Linked DNA regions of Delphinus delphis: region 2 is linked to region 1. A link is a contact called in public Hi-C data. All regions are on one chromosome and are shown on one strand. The core of a region is the stretch at or near the end of the contact, and the rest is flanking DNA. Distances in the headings are between cores, read along the strand shown. Region 1 holds the start of JAK1 (Janus kinase 1). Region 2 holds the start of LEPROT (leptin receptor overlapping transcript).

What was found. A called contact is a pair of places that touch in the nucleus more often than the background predicts.
Region 2: a Hi-C map of lung shows a contact between it and region 1, with 6 times the contacts expected there. The contact joins the promoter of LEPROT here to the promoter of JAK1 in region 1. A contact is called at or near these places in 2 of 3 Hi-C or Micro-C datasets (lung and muscle).

What each region holds. Positions count from the first base shown.
Region 1 is chr1:55,450,840-55,455,744 of mDelDel1.2, reverse strand. JAK1 (Janus kinase 1) reads left to right here and starts at 2,892. Exons shown (of 27, transcript XM_069541134.1): 1 at 2,892-3,010; 2 at 3,431-3,502.
Region 2 is chr1:55,790,415-55,795,319 of mDelDel1.2, reverse strand. It overlaps LEPROT (leptin receptor overlapping transcript), which reads right to left and starts at 2,072. Exons shown (of 4, transcript XM_060023322.1): 1 at 1,954-2,072. The coding sequence starts at 1,969.

The sequences.
Region 1 (4,905 bases), core at 1,643-4,142:
AATTATATGAATTAGATGGAATTTGAAGAGGAACCAAATATGGTAAAAAGAGGGGAGATAGCAGTTGGTTTAATAAAAAAAATTGAGAAAGCAAATTATGTTTTTCTTGGCTCTGTAAATTAGAAGCCAAAAAATGGTCCGCAGAGGTGTAAGAATCAAAAAGCATCTCCAGTGTTCCGCTTTCACCAAAAACATGGAAGAAATTTCCTAGAAATGGTCAGGATGGAATTATAGAAAATATCCTCTTCAGACCTTCACTGGTTCATTCACTGCCAGGCAGGGTGCTAAACATGGGAGATATAAGATGAACATGGCCGTGACCCTCAAAGCTTACCCTCTAGTTCAGGGAGGTACATCAACTGTCCTGTACAATGAAGTGTGAAAGGCACCAGGAAATAAATATAAAAGGGACACAGTGGGTGCACAAAGGGGGAGTGGTCATCTCTGTGATTCTAATAAAATTACTTCATAGCAATCATGTAGGGTTGTTTAGTGAGACGTCAAACTGTCGCATGGAAAGGGGAAGGAGAACCTGAATTAACAGATATACTGGAGTCAAGGCACAAGGAAGGGGGGTTTGAAGAAGCAATCAGTTCACACCAGTCCTAAGACGTGAATGATCTGGTAAGTGTTCTCCATCTTTAATTTCTAGGTTATGAATTTCACAAAGCAGAATTGCTGCTATACGTCGTCGCTAAGTTAACTCCCGTCCCCCCTCCCCACTTTCCATCGCCACCCCACTACCAGATGTATCAGGTGAGTAGGGCTCAATTCGAATTAAATGTGTCACCTGGGGCAACTCCTCACTACGCAGGGCCTCAGTTTCTTCGCCTGTAAAGTGAGACACCCGAACCAACTCTGAAGTCCATTTCTGCTCAGAATTACTAAATAGGACAAGAAACCAGAAAGGAAACTCAAGAGAAACAAAAGTGAAAGTGCCCAAAGGAAATACAGTAGTAAACAAAAGCACAAAATTCTATATCTCACTGAAAAATGTGGCAGAGTTCCCAAATACTTTTTTCAGCAACCCGTGAACACGAGACTTGGGAGAGAATGAAATGCCTATCACGCCCTCTGAATGTGAATGAGATGAGTGTAACACGAATCCACCTTGCTCCATGCAACTGTCTTCTTAAACAATGACCCTGAACAACCATTTATTAAGATTTTCTTTCTAAATAAGTCAATCCGCGATGAAAGGTCCATCCCCACGTAACAAACCCCACGGACCACCACACAGGGGTGTGTCCCGCTTTGGGAAGAGAGAGAAAAGGGGGTAGAGAAAGAGAGGAAGGAAGGATTCGAACCAATATTAGATTCTGCCTAGTATGTTGCCACGCGGTTGTTATGCAGAACATCATGGAAGCAAACTATTTTAAAACTTGGGAAATACAGTAGCCTTTAAATTTGATCATTTCCTCCTTCACGGTGTTAGTGAGACTTCTCTGCACGTAACCCAGAACGGTACACCCGCCCGGGAGGGAGAGCGCGAGCTCTGGGGTGGACCGGCAAGTGAAGGCGGCCAGAGGAAGGGACAAGGCTGACAGCTTCGCAGAGCGTTGGCGGCGGGTGTGAGACCGGGACCCGCGACCGCCACGGCTACAGGGTTCGAGCTGGACCCTCCGGGGGCACAGGGCTCCCGAGGTGGGAGGATGCTCCCTGCCCACTGCGGGAGCCTCCCTCCTCTGAGCAGAGGAGGCAAGGGCGCGCAGTCGCGCGCGCGCGCACACATCATTCCCCTGGAGTTGTGTCTTGTCTCTTTTGTTTTTCTCCCTTCCCGGTCATGAGACCCGGAAGTTTTTTTTTTTTTTTTTAATCCTGTCTCTCTCTTTTCCAACCCCCACCCCCCCAATCTATCACATGGCAGAGATAGAATAAAAACAGAAAAATGGCGACGGTCACGTTGTGGCGAGCACGTTGTATCCTTGCTGCGTCATTAGATAATCCTCATGCAAATAGCTTGAAGAACAAAGGAAGGGGGGCCCGAGACCCCCGGGGGCGCAGGTGGGTGTGGGGGCGGCGTGCCGGGCGCGGGGGTGGCGGTGCGTGCGCCAAGCCGAGCGCCGGCGGGAGGCGTGCGGCCGCGCGGGGTTCCGTGCGCCGAGTGTCTACGTCCGTGTGCGCGCCCCTGCGGCGCGGTGGAGCGCTGGCCGGGCCGCTCCTGGCCGGGTCTCGCGGCGCCAGAGCCCGCCACCCGCCCGCCCGGGGGCACGGGAAGCCGGGGGCCGAGGAGAGCCGTTCCGGCGAGGCCGGCCGCGACGCGCGCACACGCACACGCCGCCGCGGGGCTCGGCCGGCTCGGCGGCCGCGCGGGGGGCGGGCCGAGGGCGGGCCGGGCGGGGGCCGAGGGCGCGCCGCTGTCCGGCGCTGGGCGGCTGCCTGCAGCCGCCGCGGGGGACCGCACGCAGCTCGCCACCTCGGGGTGGGCGGCGGCGGGGCGCCGGGGCGGCGGCACTGAGCGAGCTGGGACCCCGCACTCTCGCACGGACTTGGAGGGTATTGCTGGGCTGGGTCTGTTGTGCTTGGGGTGTGTTTTTTTCCTGCGGGGTGGGGGTGGGGGTGACCTCGCCCATCGGCATTTGCGCGGTTTCCCTCTGGCCCTCGCTGGGGTGTCAGGAGCGACGCAGGTTGGACAAGGGCGCGGGGAGACCCCCGGTGCCCCGCTCAGGTCCCCTGGCGGGCCGGCGGCGCGGAGGGGCGGGGCGGGTATGTGTAAATGTTGCGCACTCGCTTTTCCCCCACCCCCGCCTGCTTCCAGGCAGCTGGCGTGGGTCCCTCGCCGTCCGGCGGCGACTGTAAATAGAGCCTGGATGTTGTTTACATGAAGGATCCGGCGGGAGGAGTCTGCGAGGAGGAGGCGGAGGAGGAGGAGGGAGGGAGGAGAGAGGAAGACCGGAGTCCCCGCGGCGGCGGCGGCGGCGGCGGCGGCGGTGGCGGTCCGGGGTGAGGGTGAGCCCTGCGCGGCGCGGGCACCGGGCGCTACCACGAGGCCGGGACGCTGGACCCTGGGGTAGGAGAGAGAATGGGCTCGGGGCGGGGAGACGGGGTCTGTCAGAGTGGCATTTTTAGCTTACAACCTGCCACGCAGATTCTCCGGAGCGATAGAGGAGGGGTTTGCGGGGAGGGCGGGGAGGACTGGATTTCTCTGCACGTTCATTCTCCTATCCCCAATCTTTTCCCGCTTCCTTTCGGGGCTCACCTGTTTATTTCCATCAGCAAGAGCTTTCAGTTTTTATTTAGACATGAGAGGCTGTTTCTTTTATTAGAAGCGTAATTGGGGAGGGGGGTGCGTGGCTGTAATTTATGCCGGTCCCGGTCGCTTTTCAAGAAGGGGGAGGGGACTTGGCGGAGACCGCCTGTTCTCGGCCGTAGCTAACCCCAGGGCTTCTCCCTGCCTTCCCGCGGCCAAGGAATCTTTTCCCTCACTCAGCTACCCGCAGGCCGGCTGCCACCTTCTTGGAGAAGGACCACACCTGTGTTTATTCCTCGCTTTGGAAGAGAGGTGAGCTGAGAAACCGGGAAATCCTGTGTTCCCCAAAGCTCTTAGCCAACCATCCCATCCCAGAATTGGCCAGAAAGTGCTGCTTTCACCTGCTGATTGCCCTGGGCACGCCCATCCCCCCACCCCGGCAAGTAGTGGTCTACAGGTGTGTTGGGATTTTCTCTTGCCTCTGGACCTGCACCCCACCACCCGGCAACTAACTGCTGGGTTTAGATTGAGAGAGAAGTGATCCCCTTGGATTTAGTGTGCGTTCTGCATTCCCCAGTGGGTCTTCCAATGGAATCGTCTGCTCTTCCGCCACAGCCCCCTTTATTCTTCCACTAAGAGCTTAGTCCAGAATCTGGCCTAAGCAGCCAGTCCCTGGCTCTCTTTTTCTGGGCTCCACCCTGGCCCCTCTTGGTTCTCCAGAGCCAAGCACGCCTCCCAAGCAGAAGGCACACCCTGCCCTAAATCTCCTCCATTCCAAAAGGGAGGGGAAAACAGTGGAAGAGAAGGGAGCCAGGGGTCTTCCTTCTGTCCTGAGTATCCCCAACAGCATTTCCCTCTTCAAGCTTGCTGGATTTATAATCCCTTTTTTCTTCTTATCAGCTGCTCCCCCCCACCCTTTGACCCTAGTCCTATGATAGATACTTAGGGAGGTGCGGATGGGGGGGGGTGGATTGTCACCCCTTTTTCCTGGTGCGAGGCATTTTCCTTCTCCTTGGTCTTTTCATTTTTGAGACGCTTAACAAGTAAAATATGTAAATATGTTTGCATGCTTATTTGAACTTGTTTTCTTGCTGGCTAATGAATAGCTGGGACTCAAAAGGGAGGGAGGGGAAAGCGACGAGAGGTGCACATTCCCGCTGGTGTCCCCCACATGAACATCCCCAGAGTTGCAGGAGGAGACCCTTCTGTGAAAGCCAACAGTCTCCCTTCCATGACATCACCACCTAAGCCCTTCCAACTTTAGCTTCAGAACAGGAAGAAGGCTCAAAATAGAACTACCTTAGGAATCCAGCTCCTTTTAGAAGATCAACTTTTAAATCAGCTGCAGGAGGAACACTGAACTTTGACATGGGTAGAGAAAGCTATAGTGTTTGTAGTAATTGGTTCTTTGGGGGAAGGGTATGGGGATACTTTCCACGTATATTCACGAAATGCTTTTCTCAAGGTCAGTTGGGTACCTAGACCGATGAATGATTAATCAGATGGTTCTAGATTCTTTATTGAATTATTCATGTGTTTCGGTATGTCAACAGTAACAAGTACTTTTCAGAATGAATTAAAGAGGGGCTCCTAGAATGTGCTCTAGAGAGTCTGCTAGAGATAGAGGAGGTTGTTGGTGGGGAGGGAGCTTTTGAAGGCGAGGAATCTGAGGATGCAGTGACAGCTGTTGTGAGTATGGAAGTTGAGAGGCTTAC
Region 2 (4,905 bases), core at 823-3,322, 340 kb before region 1:
AAGGAAGACTCCTTCCTTGCCTCTTCCTTGCCTCTTCCTAACTCCTGCAATCTCTGGTCCTCCCTGGCTTGCAGTTGCATCGTTCCAATTTCTGCCTCTGTCTTCATATGGTATTCTTCCTATATGTCTCCATGTCCAAATTTCCCTTTTCTTATAAGGACACTAGTCCTTGGGTTAGAGTCCAACTAATCCAATATCATCCTAACTTGATTACATCTGCAAAGACCCTATTTCCAAATAAGGTCAAATTCACAGATACTGGGGAGTTAGAGCTTGAACATATTTATTTGGGGGACACATTCAACCTACAACGCTATCTTTGTGCTCCCATTGTATCTGAGCACACCTTAGACATTTAAACAGTAACAATTATTTCCAGCTCTGTCAAACAACAACTTCTCATTTATCTTTTCATTCCAAGCCTCAGGCATACAGTAGTCCCTCTTTAAAAGTTGAATAATCTGCAAAAAGCTTCCTTTCCTTAGTCCTTTTCCATTTCATAGCCTATCTTCCTTGTTACTGTATCACAATTTCTAACACATTCACACATAAACATTATTACGTGATAGTTTCCGGGCATGACTAAACACAGTGTAGTGCTGATACTTGTCATCTGCTTTCTGCATTGGCTTCAAATGGATATATTTCACAATGGACACTATCCAAGTAAATCATGTTTACTAAATTAATGCCGAATATAAAAGTCAGCCAGAAATAATTTTAAAATGTGTCTGCTACTAACAGTTTCACACTCAGCTAAATTTCATAGTGAACACACACATGTGTACAAAGACACCCATACGCATGTTTACAGCACATGTTGATTAACTGGAGAGGGAAGATCTTTGCGTACAAATATCAAGGATAGGAACTCCCACGTGGAAAGAGTTATGCTACTCTATTCAAAAGATGAGAAATCTAAGGGTGTCCTACCAAACCAACAGGAAGCCTTCCAATAGCCTCTCCTAGAACTGCCATTCCCCATTCCTCTGAAGACAAATAGATGAGGGAACTGGTGTTCTTGGTACCCCTTTTTAAATCAACTGCCCCATGCAAAAACACGTACTGCACAAAGACCTACTGTATAGCACAGGGAACTATATTTAATATTTTGTAATAACCTATAAGGGAAGAGAATCTGAAGAATACATAATATACATATATATACATATACATTTATATATATATATATGAATAGCTGTGCTGTAGACCTGAAACTAACACGATATTGTAAATCAACTACACCCGAATTTTTAAAAAAGTCCTGCACAAACACTACCTTCTTGTCTGTCCATAAATGAATAAAGGCTGATGAAAGCAGCGATAAAATTCCACCTAATCTACTCTCCACAATTAAGACAAATACAGCATTTCAGGGCGCTTTCCGCTGACACCCGCCTGCAGCCAACTCTGCCTAGTTGGAAAAATCATCGGGAACAACAGATTTAAGTGCCCCAATGCCGAGACAATGGTTCCTCTGAAAGAATCGGGAAACTCGGCGAAGCGGCAGGAAAAGGGAGGAGAGGCATTAGGGTGGACATGTCAGGAAGTGAAAGCCCAGTTTAAAACTCGACAGAGGAGGGGGTGGGGGGACGCTCCCAGGAACTGGGAAGGAACCAGGGAGGTGATGCCCCCGGGGCTAGCCGGGGTCTCCCAGGGAGGGACTGCTCCCGGCGAGGGCTCCGCCTGCAGCGACCCGGACACTCCGGGCGAAACGTGAAGGCCAGTATCCTTGCAGAAAAAGGGTTGAGGTTCCCCAAAACACGTCTCCACCCGTACCCCAAGGGGCAAAGGAAGCAGGCGAGCTGCTTCCCACCGGGAAAGGAGGGACGGGTGGCAGGTCTGAGGGAGGCCGTTCCCCACCCACGCGCTGAAGGCGCAGCTCCAGCCTCATCCCAGAGCCGAGGCGGCGATCCCACGGCAGGACCAGCGAGCCGGGGACCTCGGATGTACCTTTAACGCCCGCCATGTCTCCCGAGCTGGGGCCGCGGCTGCTTCCGGCTTCTTGCCACGGCCCCTGCCCCCGCCCAGGCCCGGTCCATGGCCGTACCTAGGGTGCCGAGCCCGCCCCGCCACGCAGAGCTCCGCCCCTGCCGAGCCAGATCTCCCCCGTCCCCGCCGCTCAGAACCCCTCCCCTGCCAGTTCCTATAGATCGTCCCCACGGCTCAGCCACCCAGAGCCCCGCCCCTGCTGGTCTCCACCCCCGCCACTCTGAACCCGCCCCTGCCGGTCTCGATCGACTGTCCCCCAGGCCCAGCCACTCAGAGCCCCGCCCCTGAGGGTCCCGATCTCCGCCTCCCACCCCCCTGCCCAGCCACCCAGAGCCCCGCCCCTGCCGGTCCGAGCCCGCCCCCGCCACTCAGAGCCCCACCCCGCCCCGCAGAACCCCGCCCCTACCCCGATCGCGCTGATAGGCTTGCCACGCAAATCCTCTTTCTCTCCGTAGCCGCGACTTTGCTCCACTAGCTCTCCTGCTAGGTCCTAAGCATATGCATAATCCCGGAACTGGCCCCACGCTCCTCTCTTCCATCTGTGGCTGGGACCCTGGCCGCGCCGAACCGCTAGGTACGCGGGCCCAGACGCTCCCCCACAAACCACCAGGACGCGTCCAGCACGGCGCGGAAGGAATCTCTGCGTGAGGGTGGAGAAGATGGAGCGAGGACTCGGAAAGTTACAGTCGGTAGAGGAGGAAGGAATACCCTCTTACTCTGGCATTACATTCTCCAACCCTAGCGTGCGTTTGTGTGCCTGTCTGCGTTTACGTAACTGAGGCTATGGCGGAGGTAGGGATGGGGACACCAGAGAAGAGGCCCCAAAGATCCTGTTTGTCTGGCCTTGCCTTGCTTAATACCAACTTGAGCACTTTTCGAGCACTAGCGTTTTCTTCGTTACACCCTGGTGTATCTATAGAGACAAAAACCAATAAGCTGTTTTGAGTCTGAGGCTTTCATGAACCTTTAAATAAATAGCTATTATTTTTATCCTTGGGGCCTCAAGGTCTGTAGGTAACCAAGGCCAATTTAGACTTCAAAGGGCCATTTCGTATTTTTCTTACAGGAACAGAGAGTTCTCTTGGTGGATACAATCTGCAAGAGACGTTAAATACTATCTGGTCCAAGCGCTTCATTTTACCTTTACGGAAAGAGGCTCAGAAGGGACAGGACTTGCCTGCTTCACACAGCTCTTTGGAGAAGGTTGGATTATGGGCCACTTATCTCTTATTCTAGCTGAGAAGCCCTCCACCTTATGGTGCTGCGCCTCTTCTATTGCTTTTTCTTAATTTTCAACAGGACTGAAAGATAAAGGGGTTCGTGGGAATCCAGGTTCCCCTGACTGTATAAGTACAAATTCTCACCACCAGCACCTTTCAGGATCCCTGCTCGGTTCCCTTCCCTTTTTCAAAACTGTACACTGAGCATATTATTGTCTCAACACAACGTTTAATTACTTGTGAGTTTATTTTTCTAGCTCCTCCCATTTCTCCTCATAGATGGAAAGTACACTTATTAAAAACTGTGTTGCTCTGAGGGTTGCCAGAGGAGAGGGGCGTGTGAAGTGGGGAAAACAGGTGAAGGGGATTAAGAGGTACAAATTTCAGGTTAGAAGATAAGTTAAGTCATGGGGATGTAGTATACAGCATAGGGAATATAGTCAGTAACACTGTACTTTGTATAGTGACAGATGGTAGCTAGACTTATGGTGATCATTACTATGTTGTTCACCTGAAATTAATACAATATTGTAAGTCAATCATACTTCAATTTTAAAAATTAAAAAAAAAACTTTATCACACACCCATGTATGTACCACCAAGACTTAGAAATACAATATTATATATACAGTTGAAGACTCCTGTCATCCCCTCTCAATTCTATTCCACTCCTATCCTCTAAAGAGGTAACTATTCTTAATTTATTTATAATTCCCATACATACTTCTATCCTTTTATAATATAAATGTATAAAAAAATTGTCTTGCACATGATTACATTTTGTATAGATGGCATCATACATGCTTCTATAATTTGTTTTTTCCCTCAACACTGTTTTTGAGATATATTGATAGTGATACAGAAAACTCTAGTTAATTCATTTTAAGTGCTGTGTAACATTCCATTAAATGACTATACCAGAAACCAAACAAACAAAACTGTGTTGCTAATCCCTGGCTCACTGCAGAGCTTGCAGATCCAGAATTACACTGCATTCTTTACTTTGTAGCCGGCAATCTATTCAGGGTCATTGAGAACTTCTCTTTCCCTATGTTGAGTTAAAGCACTCAGGGGAAAGTGCCCACCACCCAAACCCTGGAAGCCTGGGTTTTTGCTCCCGTACTGAAGTACAAAACTGCACTCATGAGAAAGACTCTCCTTAATTGATGATTTTCCATGGGGTCAAATCTCCCATTTCCCCTTCCATTCCCAATCACCCAGCAGGTGTCTAGAAAGCCATATGTAAGGGTTTGCCGAAGCCTTCCATGTCAGCCTGAGGTCAGTCCCGTGGAAGGGAAATGATTTTGGAGAAAAGTGACATTACTTCAGAGGCACAGCTTGGTTTGAGTACTGCCTTGGGCTTAGTAGTTAGAAACTGGAAGATAGTGAGAAGCAAAAAGGTAAGGAGTTTGTCCCAGGGTAATGTCTGGAATCAGAAAAATGCGGAGACATTGTCTCCAACAACTTTTCTGCCCATACCAGCTGTCCTTTCCAGTTTACAAAGCACTTAAAAGAGAAAGCCATCTTGCCAGAGGCTTTAACCATCCTGAGAAAATCTACTTTCCTCTTGCCAAGTGTTCACTGAAAAACTGTTCTTCTACTTACCCATTCTACGTTTCCTCAACAATAAAAGAGGGGCCTTTATTGAGGGGGATTGGTTCAAGATGGCGGAGTAGAAGGATGTGCGCTCTCT